Regions from separate parts of the Capsicum annuum genome. Here region 2 is linked to region 1. Evidence: chromatin contacts called from public Hi-C data. All regions are on one chromosome and are shown on one strand. The core of a region is the stretch at or near the end of the contact, and the rest is flanking DNA. Distances in the headings are between cores, read along the strand shown. Region 1 holds the start of LOC107858967 (fe(2+) transport protein 1). Region 2 holds the start of LOC107858971 (O-fucosyltransferase 23).

The links. Hi-C and Micro-C count contacts between places; a contact is called where the count stands out from the background.
Region 2: a Hi-C map of leaf shows a contact between it and region 1, with 2.6 times the contacts expected there. The contact joins the promoter of LOC107858971 here to the promoter of LOC107858967 in region 1. A contact is called at or near these places in 3 of 5 Hi-C or Micro-C datasets (bud, leaf and placenta).

The regions. Positions count from the first base shown.
Region 1 is chr2:112,117,306-112,121,584 of UCD10Xv1.1, forward strand. LOC107858967 (fe(2+) transport protein 1) reads right to left here and starts at 2,762. Exons shown (of 3, transcript XM_016703798.2): 1 at 2,005-2,762; 2 at 490-639; 3 at 1-136. The coding sequence starts at 2,646.
Region 2 is chr2:112,253,918-112,258,385 of UCD10Xv1.1, forward strand. LOC107858971 (O-fucosyltransferase 23) reads right to left here and starts at 1,355. Exons shown (of 3, transcript XM_047406622.1): 1 at 1,120-1,355; 2 at 653-737; 3 at 1-487. The coding sequence starts at 353.

The DNA.
Region 1 (4,279 bases), core at 1,512-4,011:
AGCCCACAGTTATTAATGCACGAGGGCTATTTTCTTGATAAGTTTTTGACAATGCTATGCCAAGTGCTATGCCAAATGGAGTTGTTACGGAGAAGAAAAATGCCATTGCTGCCTTTTTCAACATTTTGTATTCTGCCTATTTAGAGAAATAACAAAACAAAACTTGAAAAATATCAAAACCTTTTTCACTTTTGAAATAAAATACAAATAGCCATTTAGGATTACATTTCATAGATGGATTGAACTTTACTTTATTGCACTAAAATCACGTAACGTTTTTGTATACTGAAAAAATCATTCAATTTTTACTTAAATATCATGAACTATTGTTGTTATTATCCAATTGGTAATTTCCCGGTTTGACGTTCTGGCACATTTAGCTAACTCCAATTATTGGTCCTCATTTAGCTAATGTGATTTAATTGATATCTACTTTTTTTGTCCTTATATCTCTTTCAATTTTTGGGAAGAAATGGAGAATAAAATTACCTGAAGAATACAACCACCAAGTCCCATTCCTTCAAACATTTGATGAAAGCAAAGTGCAGCTACTAATCCTTTGATTGTGCATGTATTATTTGAAGCTCCAAGTGAAATCCCTATTACTATTGAGTGAACAATGATACCAAGCTCTAATACCTGCCAATAAATAAATAAGAATTCCAGGATATTTTTAGGTTTTTTTTAACTATTGCTTCTTCTGATAATAATGATGCATATAAAATGCAATATTGTGCTAGAAATAATTGGACGTCATTTTTCAATTATCTTTAGCTTTAATTTTTGTCACAATCCGCAACATTGTGGCTCTCTTATAAGAGAATAATATGATACCATCCCACTTTTGGCGCACTTGTTTGATGAGCTAAACCTAAGCGCCGTATAAGTCAAAAGCTAGCATGAGACCTTAAAAAACGACATCGAAATCTAAAACTTTTTTTTCCTCTATTTGACTAGTAGGTCAAATGAACGACTAAAAATGACTAGTAGGTCAAATTAACAAACGACTAAAAAGTATATTCATAGCATAAAAGTAATTATATTTCCAGTTCAATTTAATCGACCATAGAAACTTATTCTCTGTTATTTCAGTTACTATATTAATTTGCGATGAAGAGTTTTAAGTTATTGTAGGTCAATTTAACGTAATGACAGAAAAATTAACACACTTACTAGTAGAAAAGAAAATTGAAAACGTAAAAAAAATGTATTAATATACTTATTTATGTGACTCCACCGATAGTAATCTTAACAAATACCTATATAAGATTGAACACAGAGATTATTAATCGTCTTTAGGAGGAGTTCCAAATGTTATGCACTTTCTTTCTTGTCCATATTATTACTTGCAATAGTATGCTAACACCCATATATAGCAAGATAAAACAAATAGTTCAATAAGTTCTATGCACTTGCCCTGAATAGAACACAAACAAGTGTAATATAATAACGTGAAATATAAACAATAATTTTTCTATATTAATCGGTTAATGACCGTGTAAAATTGTTAGCTCTCCTGTACATAACTTAAATCCTAAAACAATTGAATTGGAGAAACCAGCGTATATGAGAATTATTGTTTCAAAATCTAATATATCACTAGTTTGATCGGATATTTTAGGCAAACATAAGCACATGGACAACCCTATTTTAGCTAATTTAGTAATGTTTGGAGCAACAACCTAATATTCGGTAGTATTAATTTGTCATTGATAAGAAAAGATATGCATGTGAGCTGTGGCTAGAAGTATTGGATCTATCTATGAATGGTATCGCTAAAGCAGTCAACTAGAATTAGACAAGAATGTATTCTTCAAATCTGAACCATTTAAGTTGCAATCTCCATGTGCAAAGATTTTCTTATACTATATTATTAGTAGTATCATTAATAAATTAATATATTCGGTCAATGCATATAGCTTAAACTTTTACTTTCTTAGGAAAATTTTGAACACTATTTATTTCAAACTATTTCACATAAATTAAAAGAGAAAAGAGACCAACCATGGCAATAACGCGATAACGAAGCAGTTTCGTTCCATCTTTAGAGAGGGAACCATGGTGATGAGAATGGAAATGGACATTATAATTCCCCGTGCCCATTTCTTGATCACCACCATCAATAATATGTCCATTTTGAACTTGTTGATTACTTTCTGGATTAATTACACCAGCATTATGCTTCTTGCTGTACAAGCTAGTAGCCATAGAGTCAATAGCCAACGTAATTATAGCAGATAACATAGCAACAAATCCAGTGAAGGGGAACTTGTGCCAAGGATTTTCATTCAGACAATTAGACGACAACATGTCAAAAGAATCAGGCAACACGTGCATGAAACCAGTACCTAGAATAATTCCGGCAGCAAATGCCTTAACTATAACGAAAAGGTCCCGGTCAGGGCTCAACGCCGAAACTGAACGTGTGACAAGAGGTAAGCATACTCCAATCATGCTAGTGATTAAAATGGAAACTATGGCTATGATTTTTAAGGTTAATGCTTTAGATTTGTTGTTGCATGTGTTGTGTGTTTGTGATTCACACGATGAGTCACCTTGTGAGAAAGCTTGAGGTGTGAAAATGGAAGTGAGGATGAAGAGGATGAAGATTATCTTGGAATTAAAAGAAGCCATTGATGAATACATACCAATTCTTGATCTCTAGCTAGCTCGGTGGCTTCTTCTTTTCTTCTTGGTTTTGGTGAATATTTATTTTGCTTTGGTTTGAGGTTTGTGAGATGTGATAATATCAGGGAGATGCTATATACTATATAGACATAGCATCTGGTGATATCATGTGCATGGATAAAAATAGTATACTAAGGTCTTAAATGCTAAACTGACAAGTTGGTGTAATAGTCCTTTTTTTCTTGTTTTGTTTTATTTTAAAATCAAACATATAGATTAAATGAACCGCCCTCCGAATTGTTGATATGATTCCTCGTATATTACACGTATTTTGCTAGCTACACTTGTCCTCTCTTAGAACTGCATTTATAATTTTATACAAGTTGCAACATGAACATTAGGGAATGGATGATCAATAGATCTAATTTAAGAAGTACGTAAGATTATTAGATGTCCATTTTCCTGCAAAAACAAAATGTCAAATTTCGAAAACTACAAACTGCGAGCAAGTGCAATAAGTCATACCCTTGTTGGTGTAAGGAAAAGGATAAGGCTAAATAGAAATTAATGATCTTATAGATGCATGAATCTACCATAAAAATTTGTGAAGAAATTGTGTATCTCCCTTATGATACACACTTATTAGCATTAAAAATGATCCTGCAAAAATCTCCTGCGTTTCAGTTACAGATATTATGTGTCATGATCTTTTACTGATTTCATGTGTAAAGAATCATGTACGTAACTAGTTAAAGAAGCAATACCTTTTGTCAAGATCCTACTAGAAATTCAAGACGGACACTTCGGGGATCGGGATCTGACTTCAAACAAATTTATCTGAAAACAAATTACCAAGCTCTGTATTTCCATAATTCATAAAGACTTTGAAAGCAACAGGATGAACACCCCAGAGTGGAGCATCTGGCCAAACAACATGCTTTTATTGAAATGCTAAGCCATTTCTAGGCCCCCAGCCCTGCCAGACAATGACACGGATCATGCAGCTAAATTACTCTAGTATGGGCTTAATACCAAACTCGTCCATCGCACGAAAGTAGTAGTTATAGCTTGTTTGGCCAAGTTTCTAAAATCAACTTATTATCAGAAGTGTTTTCATTTACTTTTGCTGAGAAGTACATCAACAAGTATTTTTAAGCAATAATTAGTGTTTGGCTAACTAGATGCCTCATAAAATAAAGACATGGAATTGTCTAACCTCTTACATTTTTCCATGGAGGTCGATGAGGAAGATATAAATAAAGACATCCAGATGGAGAGCAACATCGAGAATATGACCATGAGCCCTGTAACACCCCAAATCGTCCATGCATTAGTCTGATTTATTTTGACTTCCTAAGTGAGTAAAGTTTAAACCATTTAGAATTTCCTTAATTTTGACTCTCTATCAAGTGGGAAATTGAATGAGCTTTCTGTCGATAGAAGATTTGTCCAAACCCGATACCCGGGCAAGAAGTTATGGCTAAATTTAAGCCCTAGTCGTAAAACATTGTCATTTTGATGCTTGACGCGTCGTGGAGGGGGTCTATTTAACAATTGTCAAATTCCAGTAGCCTAGCGTGATTTTGGCGCGTCACATTGAAGTTCCAGGTCCCAACCAGTGGGACAAGGCGATGGCTCCGCGTTGCGGTGA
Region 2 (4,468 bases), core at 105-2,604, 140 kb after region 1:
AGTTCGAAGTCTTTATAAAATAGCGAAGCACTCAATTTAGGCATCAACAATGTTCGATTGAGCATTCGTGCAGTCAAACAAGCTCTAGCAAAAGCAATCTTCTGATTGTTCAATCCCCACACAATCTGAGGAACTTCAAGAAACTTCTGTTTCACCGGTTGATTCGACGAGAATGAACGGTTATGGACAAGGACAAATTTGTTCTGTTGAATGACCCCACTAAGTCCAGAGAATGTTGGAAGCAAAACAGTTCCAAGGAACAAAGCAATGACCACCAACAACAAGCATTTTGCAGCCAAGAAATTCAAATGGACTCCAAAAAGTCTCAATTGCTTACAATTTGACAAGTCCATTAGAGATTCAATCCAATTAAGTTCAGATACTACTCATCTCAACAAAACAATATTCAATGAACCAAACAACAAAAACCCATAATAGTTCAATCCTCAGCTCCAGTCAGAGAATCAGACTTGATTAGCCTCTTTTTCTGAGCAGACAAAAAAAAAACAAGAAACGGGAAGGGAAATCAAATTATTAACTACTGCATCTGAAAACCACTTCTGAAACAGAGAAGAATACATTTATCTATCATTACAAAATAAAAAGCAAAAAAACATGAAAAGATAACTAAAATTTACCTCAATTGTCTAACCTTGAAATCTGAAAACAGAAATACAAACAATTTCTGAAAGCCAAGAAAGAAACAGAATCCTTTCGGTCCAGATATATTTCAGTTTCTGAAAAGTTCAAGAAAACCGATTAAAGAGGAAAATGGATCTTAAAACATGCTAAAAATCCAATCTTTTTGCTTCACAAAAGAAAATCAATCATGAAAGTCAAACATCCATTAAAACCCAAATGAGAACTTCCAAAAATAGAAGAAGAAGAAGAAGAAGAAGAAGAAGAAGAAGAAGAGAAGAGACCAGAAACCATAAAAAGGGACAAAACTATGATGCATGCAATCCCAACAAAACAAGAAAAGTGAGGTAATAGGGGCCACCCCAGGTGGGGTTGTTGCGTTGGGTTTGGGGTTAGGGGTTAGGGAGGAAGAAGGAAGAAGAAGTTCTATTGTTCGGAAAATAAGGGAGGCGAAAGGGTAAAGAAGGTAAAAGTTGTGACCTTTGAGTTGTTGTTGGAGTGTAAAGTGAAGCCAACCACAAAGAAAATTAAAGGGAACTCAAAGACAATGAGGATGATTCCAAAAGAATAAATAAAAAATTGTATGTATGTGTGTGTGAGAGAAAAGGGGGAAAACATAGGATGAGCTTTTTTGCATGGAAGGGAAGAGAGAAACGGGGACTCAAAATTCGTACAGCCAAAGCAAAACCCAAGTGCCAACAATGCATCACCATCATGACAACTCACACCAAAGAAAAATGTAATTTCCTCAATTAGCATATCTTTTTCTTATTTCTTTCTCTCTTGAAAAAGAAATAGAGCATCAAATCCTTTTTCCAACCAAAATAATAAATTTAGTGTATTCTCGTAAAGTGGAGTCTGAGTTGGGTAAAATATATGCGGCTCATATTATTATTCGAATGAAATAGAGAGGTTGTTTTTTATAGACTCCAACACAGGATAAATAACAGTGTAACAAACATAAAAACACAATAATATAAAAACAAACAATAGAATAAGATAACATACCACTAGATAATAAAAAAAACAAGACACCCATAAAATAATAATATAAATTATTCGTTCAAACTCACAAACATCACCAAAACACCACGAATAAGAAACTATAAGACGCACTCATACACTACGACTATATGCACAACTACAAACAATACACTCCTTCCTACTAGTAAGGTCGCACTCCTACCCACTAACCTTCTACTCCTAATCTGCGTCCTCCACATCTTCCTATCAAGGGTTATGTCTTCCATAAGTTCTATCTGTTTTATACTGTGTCTAATTACCTCCCTTCAATATTTCTTCGGCCTACCTCTACCTCGTCTGAAACAATCCTTAGCGAAACTCTCACACCTCTGTACTATGGCATCCGTACACCTCCTCATCATATGCTCTAATCATCTCAACCTCACTTTTCGCATTTTGTCTTCCATTGAAGCCACTCTCACCTTCTCTTGAATAATTTCATTTCTAACACTATCTCTCCTAGTAAATGCACACATCAATCTCAAAATTCTCATCTCCACTACCTTCAATTTTTGGATGTGGGAGTTTTTGACCGACCAACCTCCGTTATATACAATATAGCCGGTTGAACTATCACTCTATATACCTTAACTTTAAGTTTAAGATGCACCTTCTTGTCACACAGGACACCTGAAGCGAGCCTCTATTTCAACTACCCTACACCAATACGATGTGTGGCATCCTCGTTAATCTTTTCATTCTCCTGAATCATAGACGTAAGATACTCTCAACTATCTCTCTTTCAGATGGACTGGACATCCTACTTTACTGCCATGTCAACCTCATGTATTAAATTACTAAACTTGCACTCCAAGTACTTCTTGTTGATCCTCCTCAACCTAAACATTTTAAACTCTAAGGCATGTCTCCAAACCTTCAACTTATCATTAACTCTTCCCTAGGCCTCGTCAATTAAAACTACATCACCCACAAATAACATACACTAAGGCACCTTCCCTTTGAATCTATCGCATCAATACATCTATCACCAAGGTGAATAAAAATGGATTAAGATCAATTTTCGGTGACGAAAAAGTTCTCTGAATCTTCTCTCACTGTCCTCACATGAGTCTTCACTCCATCGTACATGTCTTGAATCGACCTAGTGTACGTCACGGGCAAACCTCTAGCTTCTAAACACCTCCACAAAACTTTATGGGGACTTTTTCATACGCCTTCTCAAAATCGATGAATATCATATGTAAGTCCTTCTTTTCCCTATACTGTTCCACTTATTTCTTTACTGGGTGAATGGCTAAGGTAATCGAGTGACCTGGCATTAAACCGAATTGATTCTCAAAAATAGTCATGATCCTTCTCAACTTCAACTTTACCTTCCTTCTAGTATGACTCAACAACCTGATATCTCTATAGTTGTTGCAATTTTGAATGTCTCTTGTTCTTATATAATGAAATCATCGTACTTCATCTCCAAGCTTTGGGCATCCATCCCTATACTTAAAATAGTTGCTCCTACGTTCCGTTTTACTTCGCCTCTATACTTAAAATAGTTATTTCAATTTACATGTTTAATTTATGAAATCAAGTGAATTTTGTTATATTTTTACTTTAGTATTAAATAACTATATAAAGTATTAATTTGATCAAATACACTTCTAACAAAAAAATCCATAAAGGTTTATCAAGTCAAATTAATTTGATCAAATACACTTCTAATGAAAAATTCCATAAAAGTTTATCAAGCCAATACAGATCAAGTAAAAGGAATGGAGTATGTAAGTATAAATATCTTGCCATTGTGAACAAAATTACCGAGCTAGGTGTGTAGATCAGCTTGTATAATTAGGGAAATAAATAAATAACTCCATGTTATGAATTTTGTACTGACCCAAGGGAGGTACTCTAACAGCCTGTTTGTCCAAACAGTATTTGACGAATTTCTACAACTCAATAAAAAGATTTAAATCTTATGGTTATTAAATATTTACATAATTTCTGTATATCGTTGTGAAAATTGGTGTATAACGAAAGTAAAAAGACACTTAGCTCACAGTTCTTTCAAACCCCAATGATTCTTATAATTTCTGTATATTGTTGTGAAAATTGGTGTACAACTTTCTTTCAATCCCTAATGATTTTCAAGTACTTCTATTTATCATAAAATTTGTTGTGCGACTGTAAGTACTTATATTTTTAACTAGAAGTTTTAATTTGTGTTATACGTGTGAATAAAATTTTATATTAATAGTAAAAAAGATAGAAAAAATGCATATAAAATGTTGATACTCTTAATTTGAAAGGGAGAATATTGAATAATGTACAGATAAAATTCCACTATTAGTTAAAGTAAAACTACATATGATAAGGTGCACATATACTTTTAATGACGTGAGACTTTATGAGGCTAATGATACTAGCCATTGGAATAAAATCATTTTAATAGAAAGTATTTTTTTTTAAAGTAAATCTTTTTTATTCAAATTTGAATTAGTTAAGCCTGAAATCCATGTACTTGAATTGCTATGTAAAAATTAAATATAAGAGTTTGCAATTTGTATTATAGACAGGATGAAACATTTTATGCACGTTAGGAAAGACAAAATCTATTACCTTGAGCCAGAAACTTAACTCAGCCCTAATAGCTAGGATTATATTTTTTTCGGTTAATCAAGTGGAATTATAATCATGTCTTGATGCAATCAAACATTTTCACATGTCCGCATCCAACTACTATTCATGAGATATTTACAATCATATTTACAAAATTTAGTCTTGTTGTGAAAGTGATAAATAGTAGGAGCACAGTAGTAAAAGACGTCATAAAAAAAGAGTTGGAAGATTCAAC